Linked DNA regions of Mus musculus: region 2 is linked to region 1. A link is a contact called in public HiChIP or PLAC-seq data. All regions are on one chromosome and are shown on one strand. The core of a region is the stretch at or near the end of the contact, and the rest is flanking DNA. Distances in the headings are between cores, read along the strand shown.

What was found. HiChIP or PLAC-seq counts read pairs in DNA pulled down with a chosen protein or histone mark.
Region 2: a contact with region 1 is called in an H3K27ac HiChIP or PLAC-seq map of embryonic stem cells, with 2.2 times the contacts expected there. The contact joins two enhancer-like sites. A contact is called at or near these places in 1 of 15 datasets of contacts at CTCF or cohesin (the NIH/3T3 cell line) and 8 of 115 datasets of contacts at active chromatin or transcription factors (astrocytes, embryonic stem cells and epiblast stem cells).

What each region holds. Positions count from the first base shown.
Region 1 is chr8:4,433,587-4,441,037 of GRCm38.p6, reverse strand. No RefSeq gene overlaps it. Among named protein-coding and RNA genes, the nearest start is that of Cers4, 56 kb to the left of the region's middle. Within about 2 kb of position 4,842, at least 3 of the 459 cell types and tissues checked have an H3K27ac peak or open chromatin away from gene starts, as enhancers often do. A contact at or near this core is called in embryonic stem cells and epiblast stem cells, where this site is marked.
Region 2 is chr8:4,582,902-4,590,352 of GRCm38.p6, reverse strand. No RefSeq gene overlaps it. Among named protein-coding and RNA genes, the nearest start is that of Zfp958, 27 kb to the left of the region's middle. Within about 2 kb of position 3,857, at least 28 of the 459 cell types and tissues checked have an H3K27ac peak or open chromatin away from gene starts, as enhancers often do. A contact at or near this core is called in embryonic stem cells and epiblast stem cells, where this site is marked.

The sequences.
Region 1 (7,451 bases), core at 3,593-6,092:
AAGGGATCTGCAACCCTATAGGTGGAACAACATTATGAAATAACCAGTACCCCGGAGCTCTGGACTCTAGCTGCATATGTATCAAAAGATGGCGTAGTTGGCCATCACTGCAAAGAGAGGCCCATTGGACATGCAAACTCTTTATGCCCCAGTACAGGGGAACACCAGGGCCAAAAAAATGGGAATGGGTGAGTAGGGAAGTGACTTTTGGTATAGCATTGGAAATGTAATTGAGGAAAATATGTAATAAAAAATATTTAAAAAAAAAACCACCTATGGAAGGAGTTACAGAGACAAAATTTGGAGCTGTGACGAAATGATGGACCATCTAGTGATTGCCATATCCAGGGATCCATCCCATATTCAGCTTCCAAACGCTGACACCATTGCATACACTAGCAAGATTTTGCTGAAAGGACCCAGATATAGCTGTCTCTTGTGAGACTATGCCGGGGCCTAGCAAACACAGAAGTGGATGATCACAGTCAGCTATCAGATGGGTCACAGGGCCCCCAATGGAGGAGCTAGAGAAAGTACCCAAGGAGCTAAAAGGAAGTGCAACCCTATAGGTGGAACAACAATATGAACTAACCAGTACCCCGGAGCTCTTGACTCTAGCTGCATATGTATCAAAAGATGGCCTAGTCGGCCATCACTGCAAAGAGAGGCCCATTGGACTTGCGAACTGTATATGCCCCAGTACAGGGGAACCCCAGGGCCAAAAAGGGGGAGTGGGTGGGTAGGGGCTTGTGGGGGTGGGTATGGGGGACTTTTGGGATAGCATTGGAAATGTAAATGAGGAAAATACCTAATAAAAAAAAAAAAAGAGTAATCATCTAATGAGAGCATTAATGCAGCTCACTGCAGCCATTCGGCCATACAAAGCAAAGTCGGACTTATCTGGATATATTCATCTTTGTGCAGAAATTGGACCCTCGTACAATCAGTTTAGCTATGGTTGCTGCCTTGCAGGGGACTACAGTACAAGCAATGCTTTCACAGCACTAAAGTTATAAGGAATGTTTTAAGTATAAATCATCTTAAGAAAGACTGTCCAAAAATTAGAGGCATAGACAGACAGTCTAATTGTTCCTCTGGAATCTGTCCTTACTTCATGAGGGGTAATCTTTGCGTCTGAATTTAGGCAGTATGCTCAGATTTAGAAATATTTACATTTGAGTTAATGCAAAACTCAGAGCAGCCTCAGCAAGGCTTGTGTGGCATTTCTTTTCTTTTGCAAACCCTGCCTAGGGAAGTTTTTGGGACCTTGCCTCTCCTTGCCTCCTGGGCATTATTTTTAAGCCAAAACAGCATTATTACAGCTCTATCCAGGTGTTGTTAAAATAAGGTTCAAACTTAAGATTTATGAAAGGTCAATGAGGCTGTAGAACTTATAGAGGCTCCATATAGAATTATTGCATATTGGAAGGTTGGGTTTTTTTTTCCTTCGCATCCTGATAATTGTAAAGGCCTTGCTTCTAGAGAGCTTGTGATCATTGGAAAGTTTTGCCTCTAGGTATGGCTAATAGCCTTACATTATGTAAGGAAAAATTTTATTTTGTCTCTTCTTCAATACAAGAAGCTAGGACTTTGAATCTTTCAGAGTATATTGTTTCTTATATGGAAAGTATTTTATTAGCTAATGCCTCTGAAGGGACGTTTACTACAAATCTTTGCTTTTTTTACACATTGAGCTTTAAAGTTTTGGGGAGTAGCTGTTGCTCCAGAAAAGATTCAGAGGCAATATATTTTTAATATTTAGGGTCTCAATTTTATCCTAGAAAAATTATGGTACAAAAAAATTTTAAAAATAAAAGATGATTTGCTTACTTCAAATTATTTTCAAAAGCTTCCAGGAGATATTAATTGGCTAAGACCTCACCTTAAGCTCACCACAGGAGGACTTAAGCCTTTGCTGGATGTTATCAAGGGAAATACAAATTAACTGGTGAAAAACAAAAGGCTTTGCAGAAAGTAGAGGAAGCATCTGTAATCAATTACTATCAGTTGTATTCAATGGTAATCAAACATTAGCTTCAGTATTCTAGTTATTGTTACTCAATGTGCACACGGCAATTCTTTGGCAAAAGAGAACATCAATGTAGAATCATCTTTCTTCCTCTCCACATAAAGTTTTAACATCCTGTTATGAAGCTGTTGTGGTGTTAATAAAGAATTGTAAGATAAAATCATGAAGGTATTTTAGGATAAAAAAGAAGTCTTAAACACCTGTTCCTTGTTTCGAACAGCAGTTAAACTGGTTATTGCAGAACATTGATGTTTGGCCTATTGCATAGCAAACTTTTTAGGTAAAATTGATAATCATTATCCAAAAGATAAGTTGTTAAAAATTGCTTCTATGCATGCTTTTGTGTTTTCTATAAGTTTATGCATGCATGCATCTCATAAAGAATACATCTACTGTATTTAAAAACAGCCCTTCTATGAGAGAGAAGTATATGTGATTGGATCACATGTTTATTCTTTTGAGTTTCCTCCTGCTTCAGCACAGATAATTAAATTGTGTGCTGTCATATATATCAGGACTTACAATTGCTCGAAATTGTTCCTTTTTTTAAAAATACTGCTAATTCTCAAATTTGCAATTGTTTATGCATATACAACTCAAATTAAGAAAAAATATTGTCTCTTTAAACAACTGTCTTTGGACATTTAAGAACTCATCCTGGATTGCCTGAACAAGACCTCTTAAGGCAATACCTCCCCAGATTTATATCCCAGGAAGATTATAGGCCTTACACAAGAATAATTGGCCATATAATCTCATTCTTTACATCATCAAAATAGTAATGGCTTGAGATAATTATTTGGAATTTTTAGAGGATGTGCATGTCAAATTGTAAAGTCTTATTCTCAATGTCCTCAGTTGCTACCTGCTCCACATAATGGTGTTAATTCTTGAGGACTTATACTTAATAGGTTATTGCAAATGGATACTCATATTCCTGATTTTAGAAAAATAAAATATGCACATGTGATTATTGATACTTTTTCAGGCTTTCCAGGTGCAACTGCTCTAACAAGAGAAGCAACTAAAAATGTAACTAGTAATTGCCTATGTTAATTTTTGTTTATACTTGATGTTCCAAATCAGATTAAAACAGATAATGGAACTGGCTATTACAGTCAAGCATTTGAGATGTTTTGTCAACAATTTAATTTTACCCATGTTTCTTAGTCAGGGTTTCTATTCCTGAACAAACATCAAGTTGAGGAGAAAAGGGTTTATTCGGCTTACACTTCCAGACTGCTGTTCATCACCAAGGAAGTCAGGACTGGAACTCAAGCAGGTCAGAAAGCAGGAGTTGATGCAGAGGCCATAGAGAAATATTCTTTGATGGCTTGCTCAGCCTGGTCTCCTGTAAAACCAAGACTACCAGCCCAGAGATGGCATCACCCACAAGGGGACCTCCCCCCTTGATCATTAATTGAGAAAATGCCTTACAGCTAGATCCCTTTGAGGCATTTCCCCAACTGAAGCTCCTTTCTCTGTGATAACTCCAGCCTGTGTCACGTTGACACAAAACTAGCCAGTACACCATGTTACTGTAACTTTTTATAATTTTCAAGGACAAGATATTGTGGAACTTTAAAACTATATCTTCTTTAAAAACAAAAAAGGGAATTATATCCCCGTGCACATTATTTATATCACACTTTTTATTTTTAAAATTTTAAAATTTGAATGCCAAAAAACTCCTTGCTGAGTGTCTATGGAAGGATCCACTTATTGGCATATGGCATGATCCTGATCAGATATTTAATATGGGGAAGAGGACATGTTTGTGTTTCTTCCATAGAATGCTGCAGGAGCATGCTAGCTGCCAGAATGATCTGTGTAATATGCTGACCTGTGAGCTTGCTGAGTGCCCTGACAATGGTGACAGGAAAGCTGTATTGGGTGTATGTTCTTGACTCACCTTTGCTTGCCTGTGTCCCAGATTAGACAAGCTAAGCTGCCTTGCTTCAAGCTTTTTAACCTTGTGGGACAGAGAACATAGAGACTGTGGAAGCTGATTTAGAAAAATTAATCAAAAGGAGGAGTTATAGTGACTCTTCCCTTTCCTTTAATGTGACAGTTATCCTGACTCAGTCATGGACTGACTTAGAAATAAATTCAATATTGGAGATTCCTATTATTATAAAGATAGCTAAAAATCTTTATTAGCCAGCAGATTTAACTTGGGGCATAGCTTCCACTATTTACATTAGAAGTAACAGTTTTTGTGTTGATTCTCAAAGCTACCTCCCCCACTCCAGGAGGCCAGACTTGCGCACGATCATCGCTAATTTGCAACTGAATTGAGTGGCTGGGACATCCCCCAAAACAACCTTAATCCTATTGCTTTCAACTTTCACTTTGTGTTTCAAGCAGGTCAGTTACCTCCATAAAGGCTCACCCTCAGCAAAACCCAGATGGCAGTGATTCATCACTATGAAGAAATACATTGAGCACATATTGTGGTTTTGGTCTGATTAGGAAAAAGGTGTGCAATGAGGGCTGGCAGCCAAAGATGGGCCACTGGGTCTATGGCTTATTTGACCTAAGACAGAGGCATGTGCCAATAGGCTGTGTTTGTTCAAAATAAACACTTTGTTTTATTCTGCAAATAAACACAAACAAGCTGTACATGTGCTCTGAGACGGGTCAGAAAAAGTCCAATTAGATTCAGTCCTAAGACAAGTGCAGCCACCAGTCACCGTAATTCCCAGGCAGAAACATGGTGCATACGTAAAGTTTATACCCCAGTGCAGCTACTTTTAATAAATAAAAAGGGAGGAACTGCGCCCTTTCCCCAGCCTTGACCAGGCTGCTCAGACCTGGCTAGCCACAGTCGCTAGCCCACCTAAGGTGGAGTCTTCCGACCTAGGTAAAGTCTATTGTCCTGCCACATCTGCAGCTTCCTGCAAGAAGCCACTACCTGCTGAGAGGCTGAACTTGTTCTCCTGACATGATACTGACAAAGCAGTGATCCTGACAAAGCAAGGAGATCCTGGTGTGGTGGAGGATGGATACCCTCCATGCCCCCTTTATAAGCTCAGACTCCTAAGTAAACATTTGCCTTGATCAGAAAACTTTGTCTTGGCTTATTACTTCTCTCGCAACCTTTCTCATCCAGAACCCCTTTTTTCCTTTCAGGAACCCAGTAACCCGTGGCCACTGGCAGCTACACAGCTTAGACCATTCCTATGATGAGAATCTTCCTGCCTCAGCCTCCTCAGTGCTGAGATTACAGATATTGAAGAGGTCAGCTCAGCTGTTAGAAAACTCCACTGGACCTCTCCCCTCCTGGAAGTGAAAGGTCATAAAGAACATAGGCACCCCTCCCCTCCAGAAGAGAGAGGCTAATTACATTCCTCAGACCACAGGGAGGACAGACTGACCACCATCATAGACACATTATGAGACCATTGGCCACCCACCTCATTTGCCACAGACCAGGCTCAGTCGGTCCCCCTCAATCCATGGGAATTAGGAGTTCCAGCAGGTGGGCATGGAGTTGTCGAGAAATGACAAATGGACACAGACACAAGGGAGTGCTGTATCTGGATGTAATTTTTCACAGAGGGAACACCAGGCTTATATAATACAGAAAACAAAGGAGTAGGGTGTCACAGCAGGCAAGGTACATTAAAGTATCTGACACAAAACAGAGGAATGTCTTCAAAGTACTGACAGGAACCAGGTAATGTTTACAGTAAAGATAAAACAGCTCTGCCTAGAGTCAGCTAATGGCAGGTAAGGATTTCACACCCTAGTCACAATTTATGCTATCCCTTTGAGCCTTGTGAAAGCTAGCACCAGGGGGTTCTGCTCTAGCAGACCTTATCATGAATAATGCAATACCACAACCCCCCTTTTCCTAGGCCTTGGTAAATACTTGCATATGAGAGTAATTTGGCTGTACCTGTAGGGAATCTCCATTTGTCAAAAGAATTCACCAACTTTCTTCTAATATACAATGTAGTCTGCTATACCTGGCTGTAGTGAAGATTCTAAGTATACTTTGCTAAGCTTGCCCTGAGATTTCTAACTCTTATCCAGTAAAATACTGCAAGAAAGCATGCAAGACCCTCCACAATATAGCTGGGACAAATCTGGGGCATTCAAGCTATGGGAATGCCAAGGTTCCAGGAGGCTAAGTTTCCTTGAAACTCTTTGCCTCATGACTGCTTCCAGGCTTTTAGGCCTGCCAAGCGAATCACTACTGGAGTGGATGTAGTACTCATTCCCTATAGACCAATCGGTTTAAAAGTCACACTGTTCTGCCAGTCATATTGTGCCTAATGGCGGTGGCCCGGAGAACTGTATAATGGCTCACTGGGTGGGTTGCACAGGGTCACTCTCTCCCTATGTGCAGGGTGACCTCAGCATGGTGGATTAAATAAAATTCCTCTTGCTTTTGCATTGATTCCGGCTCTACTCGGTTCACTCAGGGGGTCCCAGGTAACCTAAGGCTCGACAGAGACTTATATACCACCCAGGCCTAGTCTATCCATTTCAAGTGAAATTAAGCACATTCATAATGTTGTGTAGCCATTGCCATCTGAAAAACTTTCTCCAAGCAAAATGTCTCTCATTGCTAAATCCTAATTACCCTTCTGTATAAGGTGCAACCTCAATTCTATTCTCTGCTTCTATGAATGTGCCTATTCTCTGTATTTCATTACAACAAACTTTTACTTCTTTAAGCTGCAAGGTTAGAAGTTAGACATTATTATTTTGTGGTTCATGGGTCAGAATTTAGGGTCCTGTACATGTTAGGCAAGCACATCCAGCTAAGTCATACCCTAGCCTCTCACTGGGGGATTCTAGACAGGAGTTCTACCCCTGAGCCACACATACACCCATCTCTCATTCAGGGTTCCAGGCAAGGGCTCTATACCTGAGCCATACCCTCATCCCTGAAATAATTTGTTTTCACATCTGTATATCTAATTTCCCCAGCATAATCTGTAACAGAATTTCCTCTCTTATTGAATCACTTTTGCTCCTTTGGCATAAATGAATTGACATGTGTGTGTGTCTGTTTCTGGGGAAATCTTCTCTGCTTTATTCATCTAAGTGTGTGTTTTCTTGTCAATGTCATGCTGATTTATTTTCTGACATAGGGGGGTGGTTTTGTTTCTTCTTTTTGTAGCTGTTCTGGTAAGTGTCTTTGTCAGCTTGATACAAGCTAGAGTCATCTGGGAAGAGAGAACCTCCTATGAGAAAATGACCCCATTAAATTGCCCATAGGCAAGACTTTGGGGCATTTTCTTAATTGATCAAACCAGTAAGCAGTGCTCCTCCCTGATCTCTGCTTCAGCTCCTGTTTCCAGGTTTCTTCCTTAAACTAATGGCCTGGCCTCCCTTCATTATAAACTGTTAATCCAATTGTACTGGCTGTTTTGTGTGTCAATATAAGCTGGAGTAGTCAGAGGGAAAG
Region 2 (7,451 bases), core at 2,608-5,107, 150 kb before region 1:
ATGTAATTAGTGTGAACTGCCTACCTAGTATGTGAAAGACTCTAGCTTCTATCCTCAGTGCCACAGAGGAAAACAAGCATCTATATTCTTGAGCCACCTTATCCTTTTTATGTGCCTACGAACCTCATTAATTCAAAGACACTCTTTGTGAGGGCTATTCCTGGTTGTCATCTTGACTACATCTGGAATAAAGTACAATCCAGAAATGGAGGGCACACCAGTGATCCAGATCTTGAGGCTGAAAGACACAGACTTCTGGCCCAGATCTTTTAGTAGTAGTAGTAGTAGTAGTAGTAGTAGTAGTAGTAGTAGTAATTTTTTTACACTCCGTATTTTATTCCCTACCCCCACCCTATCCCCCGAATCTACCCTCTAGCGACTGTTCCACATCCCATACCTCCTCCCACCTACCTGTCTCCACATCGTTGTACCCACACCCCACTCCACCTGACCTTTAAACTCCCTGGGATCTCCAGTTTCTTGAGGGTTAGGTGCAGCATCTCTGAATGAACACAGACCCAGAAGTTCTGTACTGTATGTGTGTGTTGGGGGCCTCATACCAGCTGGTGTATGCTGCCTGTTTGGTGGTCCAATGTTTGAGAGATCTTAGGAATCCAGATTAATTGAGACTGCTGGTCCTCCTTCAGGATAGCCCTTCTCAGCATCTTTCAGCCTCCCCTAATTCAGCAACAGGGATCAGCTGCGTCTGTCCATTGGTTGGGTGCAAATAACTGTATCTGACTCTTCAGCTGCTTGTTGGGTCTTTCGGAAGGCAGACATGGTAGGTACCTTTTTGTGAATGCTCCATAGCCTCAGTAATAGTGTCAGGCCTTGGGACCTCCTGTTTGAGCTGGATCCCACTTTGGGCCTTTCACTGGACTTTTTTTTTTTTTTTTTTCCCAGATCTTGACATGGAGATCTTGAGGCAGAGTGACCATGAAAAGCTTAGACCTAGGCAAGTTAGTATCTGCCTTTAATCCCAGGAGATTGAGGCAAGAAGATGTCTGAGTTCAAGGCCAGCCTGAGACAAAGCAAGTTCCAGATCCAGGCATGATTGTACACAGTTTTAAACTAGGCCACACTTTCTGCTGGAGGTCTATATAAAGGCATTGGAAGGAGAAAGACTTTTCTATTGCTTGCACATCTGTTGGACCAGATAAAACAACTACCTTCGTGGGACTGAGCAACCGCTAGATTTTTGGACTTCCTGTTCACACCTGCCCATTTTTTGGGTTAGTTGAACCAAATCAAGTCAATACAATAAATTCCCTTAATACATAGAGACATTCCATAATTTCTGTGACTCTAGAGAACCCTAACTAATTGCAGTGTTCTTGCTTGATCCACTTGAGAGTTCTGCAGTAATCCAGACCTGCTCCCTGGGAAAGGGTCTGTGCAGTGAGTGACTGGGGTCCAGCCTTACAAGGGATGTTAGGCCTTCAACACAGTGGGCCAAGCAGTTCTTGGCCACATAGGGACTGCTCCTCTCATCCTCCTCTCTACCTGACACAATCGACTTTGAAATTGGGTTGAGTAATCTTTCCCAGCTGCCACCTAAGTACTAGTTCTTCTTTTGGGTCCAGGATCCAAAAGGCCCATTCCAGAACAGAGTCTCTGTTGGGTGGGGGTGGATCTTAAGAGACATCCTTTGCCAGACTACCACAATTCCCACTGGGCGACCCCAGGCACAGGCGGGGAAAATGAACACAGAGAGACCTAAAATCGATCTCCAGATGCCCCAGGGGTGCCTGCTGCAAAAATTTATCCAAACTGAAAATTTCTCAGACCTGGTGCCCCAAACGCTGGATTTTTCCTTTGTTCTGCGGCCTGGCCACAGTAACTAGTCCAAATGACCACTAGAGGGCACTGTAGAATTTAGCATCCTGTGTGATCCTGAAATTTTCTGCCTCTTTTCTGGCAAGTGGCCTGAACTCTTTAAGTCTGGGTTTGGGGGAACTTCACTCTCATCCCTCCCTCTGTGGCTACAGTTCAGGTCTTACTAGCAAGGATGATCACAATGGCAGACCCTTGCCTCCAAGGCCTCAGACCACAAACCTGAGCGAGTCCCCTGCCTTGACAGAGCCTTGCTTACCTCTCCCCGTGTTCCTGTTGCAGCTGCAGAGGTATGGATGGATCACTTATCTGTGAATTGGCTTCCAAGCTCTAGAGTCCGACTCTTTAGCCCACTGTGTCTTCCACACGTCTCTGGTTCTCACTGCCTGTCTAATTGGACTGCACTATTCGCTTTCTGAGTCCAGCCCAAACCAAGGTAAGCATTCTCTCTTCCTTCATGGACTCAGATTTTATTACAACAGCTTGGCCTCATTTAAAAGCTACAAATTAGTACACCTGATTTCCAAATTCTCACTACCACAGACAAATGACTTCCAAATATCTTATACCTAAACTTGCTCTGTTCTGTGCTCTCCAAGTCTCTTTTCTCTATGCTGTACTTCCCCACTCTTACAAATCTTGTGTACCTGATTTCTTTGCACTCTGCCCTCAAAATAGAACACAAAAAGAAAGAGAGATTATTGAGATTAGATAAACTCTTTACCTAAAGATTAATAAGTTGCTCATTGGGTATAGTTTAAAATCTATACAATGTGCAACAAGATTTGACTTTAAACATATGTAGTGGCTATTCCTGGTTGTCAACTTGTCTATACCTGGAATGAACTACAATCCAGATCTTGAGGCCGGAAGACATAAGTTTCTGATCTGGATCTTGGCATGAACATCTTGAGGCATGACAGCCATGAAAAGCTTAGGGCCAAGCAAGGTACTACATATGTTTAATCCCAGGAAACTGAGGCAAGGAGATCTTTGAGTTCAAGATCACCCTGGGACAAAGCAAGTCCCAGATTCAGGCATGGTGATACACACTAATTTGGGCCACATCTTCTGCTAGAGACCATATGGACATTGAATAAAGGAAGTTTTTGTTTTTGTTTTTGTTTTTCGCCTTCTTGCACTTACTTGCCAGCACATCTGTTGAAACCTATTTCTACAGAAGACCAGCTGAAACAGCCAGTCTCGTGGGACTGAGCAACTACTAGATTCTTGGACTTCCCATTCACAGTTGCCCATTATTGGGTTAGACTACAGACTGTAAGTCATTACAGTGCATTTTCTCAATACAGAGAGACATTCCATAAATTCTATGACTCTAGATAACCCTGACTATTACAGAAGTTGGCACCTGGAGAAGGGTATTGCTGTAATAGGTTCGACCATGCTTTTGTTTGGAAGAATGCACGTTTTGGAATTTTGGATTTGGAAAGCAGTAGAATGCTTTAAATGGGGCATAATGGGCTATCCTAGTAGGAATGTGGAAGACTTTGTTACTGAGTATGATTTAAATTGAGTGGACCTGGCTCAAGAAGTTTCAGTGGATAATTCCAATGTGTGGCCTAAAGACTGTGTTTGTGGTATTTTAGTGAAGAATGTGGCTACTTTTTGCCCTTGTCAGAAGAGTCTGCCTGAGGCTAAGGTGAAGAGACTCAGATTAATTGCATTGACAAAGGAAGTCTCAGAAACACCCATCAAAGACTTTGTTCTCTGTAGCTGCCTGCAGCTATATGGTTCCTGAATGGGAGGCTGGAGCTAAAAGGAAGGAAATAAGGAGACAAGACAAGATACTGATCAAGGCCCCAGAGTTTACTTAAGAGTCTGAGTTTATAAAGGGGGAAGGCCCACCCCCCACCAAGCCAGGCTCTTGTTGCTTTGTCCCCAGCCTGTCAGCACTTGTTCCGGAATGTCTTAGGAAGACAGGTTCAGCCTCTCAGCGGGTAGCAGAGTCTTGGAGAGGTGCACAGGTGCCAGAACAATAGACCTATCTAGGTCGGGAGACTCCACCCTAGGTGGTCTAGTCCACAGTGGCAGAACAGGTCTGAGCCAGCCTGCTCAAGGCTCAGGGAAGCTACAGTTCTCTGGTTCAGTTTCATGAAGAGCATTTTAAACACGCAAAGCCAAGTTGAGAAAGAAAAAATAAAATATATGGTTCAAGAATTAAAGGGATACCATGTAGTGAAGTGGAGCTTAATCCTGTGATCAAGGAGATAATGAATTAAGGGAGTGGGACTTTTGGGCAAGATTCTACCCAGCTACCTTTAGATCCAGGCATGGTGGTACACACTCTCAACCCCAGGAGATAAAGATAAACAGATCTCTGAGTTCAAGGCCAGCCTAGCACACAGCAAATTCTCGGTTTAGAAAAGCTTAAATCCAAGCATGATAGACCACACACTATTCCCAGTGTTTAGGAAACAGGCATGCAAATCTCTCGAATTCAAAGTCAGGCTACAGAGCAAGTTCCAGGACAAGCAAGCTTAGACAGTAAAGGAGTTGGAAAAAATGAAAGCTAGTGATAATGTAATAGAACAAGGAGGCCATGTTCCAGCCCCAGCAAGTAGCAGAATTTGGCAAGTTTGTCCATGTGGCTCTGGTTTTAGAGTTCAGAATAGAAAAGACTACTGGGACAATCGATGCTGGTTAGCTGGAGCTAAGAAATTAGTGGTGATTAAGAAGAGACCAGCATCACTGAGGCGAAATCTTCTGGGAAGTATATTCTGAGAGCACAAAGAAGCTGTGTTCCACAGATAGCCAAGGTTGTACCTCGTGCTGCAGCTGTACTTGATAATGTGTAAGTCACCCAGGTGGTACTGGTTTTGAAGGCATAAAGGTGTCATGGAGAGTAGCTGAGGCTTGGCACTGTGAGAGGCCATGGAAGGCCATTGGTGAAAGTGCAGCCCTAATTGCAGTTGATGCTCCAGGACTGAAGAGGTCATACAAAGGAGTTGAGGCTTGGCACCATGAAGAGAGCCTTTGAAAGGCTATTGGTGAAGCTTAGTTGCAGTGGAAGAGCACAGTGTATTGGAGATGCCAGGGCCATGGGATGATCACCAAGAACAGCAGCAGCAGTGGAGTGGATCAACATGAGCTTAGAGTGCTACAGATGGCAGAGCTGAAGAAGTGACAAAAGCCCTTTGGGGGAGCCCAGAAAATCATTTATGGATCCCAAACACTGAAACAAGAAGCTGTAACATTGAAGTTGCCTTGGATACCCCAAGATGTTTGATATGCCAGAGCCATGGGCTATCTGCTGAGGAAAGCAGAAAGCTACTAACAGGGAGTGGGACCAGTCCAGTAGAAATTAAAAAAAATAAAAATAAAATAAATAAAAAAATAAAAACTTTGTTGCAATAAACAAAGATGAAAAAGGAGTTGGAGATCTGAAGATCACTTTGACAACATGGAGATGCAGAGTGTGGAGTTTGCTCAGCTGATTTCCTGTCTTTGTTTGGGGATTACAGTTAAGTGATTAGATGAATCTCAGAAGAGACCTTGAACTTTGGACTTTTAACATTGTTGAGACTGCTATAGACAGACTATGGGGACTTTGGAAGTTGGACTAAATGTACTTTTTTATTACACTAGATATGGCCTCCATAGTTTCATGTGTCTGAACAAGCCTATGAGGACCGGGAATGGAATGGAATGGTTTATAGATGCTTGGCTCAGGGAGTGTAACACTAGAATGTGTGCCTTGTTAGAGTAGGTGTGTCACTGTGGGTGTGGGCTTTACAATCTTCATCCTTGCTGCCTGGAAGCTAGTGTTTTGCTAGCAGCCTTCATATGAAGACACAGAACTCTCAGCTCCTCCTGCACCATGCCTGCCTGGATGTTGCCATGCTCCCGCCTTGATGATAATGAACTGAACAACCTGAAAGCCAGCTCCAAGAGAATACTGTCCTTATAAGTGTTGCCTTGGTCATGGTGTCTGTTAACAGCAGTAAAACTCTAAGACTTTTTTTTTTAATTTCCTTAATATCCTTCTCTTTGATTTTGCTAAAATTTGATGTATTACTGATATTAGATGTGGTAGCTGTTAAAGCCTGAAACAAATAGCTATCTAAGGTGTTTATTAACATATCACAGTTGCCAGGTTCTCCCCAGCATCTCTCATTCCCTGCTGGTTAGAGGTATGTCCATACCCCTACCGTAACCTTCTCCAGCATAGGGGCTGAGTTCCCCTGCACCCAGCTGCTTTTCCCTATATTGTCCAGATATTTTGGCCTCACTGGTCCTTTTTACCTTTTTTTTTTTCTTCTTTCACTCTTGGCTGCTTCTTCAGTTTCTCCTCTCTCTTCCTCTCCCTATCCCCCTCTCTCTCTTTCTCCTTTTCCCTCTCCCTCTCCCTCTCTCCTCTCATGGCCTAGCTCAAGCTCAGTTTGGCCATGTTCACTCTGGATTCTCCTAGATGTCTCTGTCTCTGCCTCTGGCTATGCTTTCCCTCATATCTAAATACAACTTCTCCTCTACGATATCTAAGAGCAGTCATGCCCTTTTCTTCTTCTTCTTCTTCTTCTTCTTCTTCTTCTTCTTCTTCTTCTTCTTCTTCTTCTTCTTCTTCTTCTTCTTCTCCTTCTGCTCCTCCTCCTCCTCCTCCTCCTCCTCCTCCTCCTCCTCCTTCTTCTTCTTCTTCTTCTTCTTCTTCTTCTTCTTCTTCTTCTTCTTCTTCTTCTTCTTCTTCTTCTTCTTCTTCTTCTCATTCAGTAGCTTTTGCACATTCCTCTACCAATATCCTTAAAGCTGTTATTACTGTTCATGAGTATTCCTCACAATCATGTAATGATGGAAAATGTAATTGCAGGGTTCTAAGCAAGAAAATCAGCATCTTGAGGAGATTTGTAGCAGGTGTTAGTAAACACAGAGGGTCACTGCACAAACACTGTAATGTAAATGGCTAACACTGAAAATTAAAACACACTGCAAACCATCAACAAGAACAAAATATTACTTATAGGAAATGTTTGCACCACATCATTATTGACATACTCCATTTAAAATTTTGTAATGCATTTAAATATTTCATCTTAGTACATATGGAATTGTCTTTTCTAATAATTCTACTTTAAATATTTCTCGCAAGGAATTTTATCTTGTCTCTTTATGCTTCTTAGATTTTCTACAAAAAGCCAATCAACCTCTAGAAGAAAGCAACATGAAATATGTGTCCTTTCCCACTGATTAATGATGGCCCATTTCCATTATCAATTCTGAAAGAACCTAGTGGGGAAACCCCCACTCTGTTCCTGATTCTGCGTGCACCCAAAAATCACGAAGAGGACCGTCTTGATGTAAACACATGAGGTAGTTTAATGACGGAGCTGTGGACCGGCATGTATCTCACACAGGAGGTAACGGATGTCAGCCTCGAGGCTCGAAAACTAGGGGTTTTTATAGAAAAAGGGTCTGGGGCTGGAAGAGGAATTGGCGCAGTTAAACACAAATGTGCAATTCAAACACCAGAGAGCAGTATGTGATAGTAACACAAATGGGCAATTTAAACATCAGAGAGCAGTATGTGATAGTAACTCTAAAGGGAAGGTGATTATCTTGGTTGGCAGGACATCTGGCTAAAATCCAAACCATATCAGCAGGTGGTT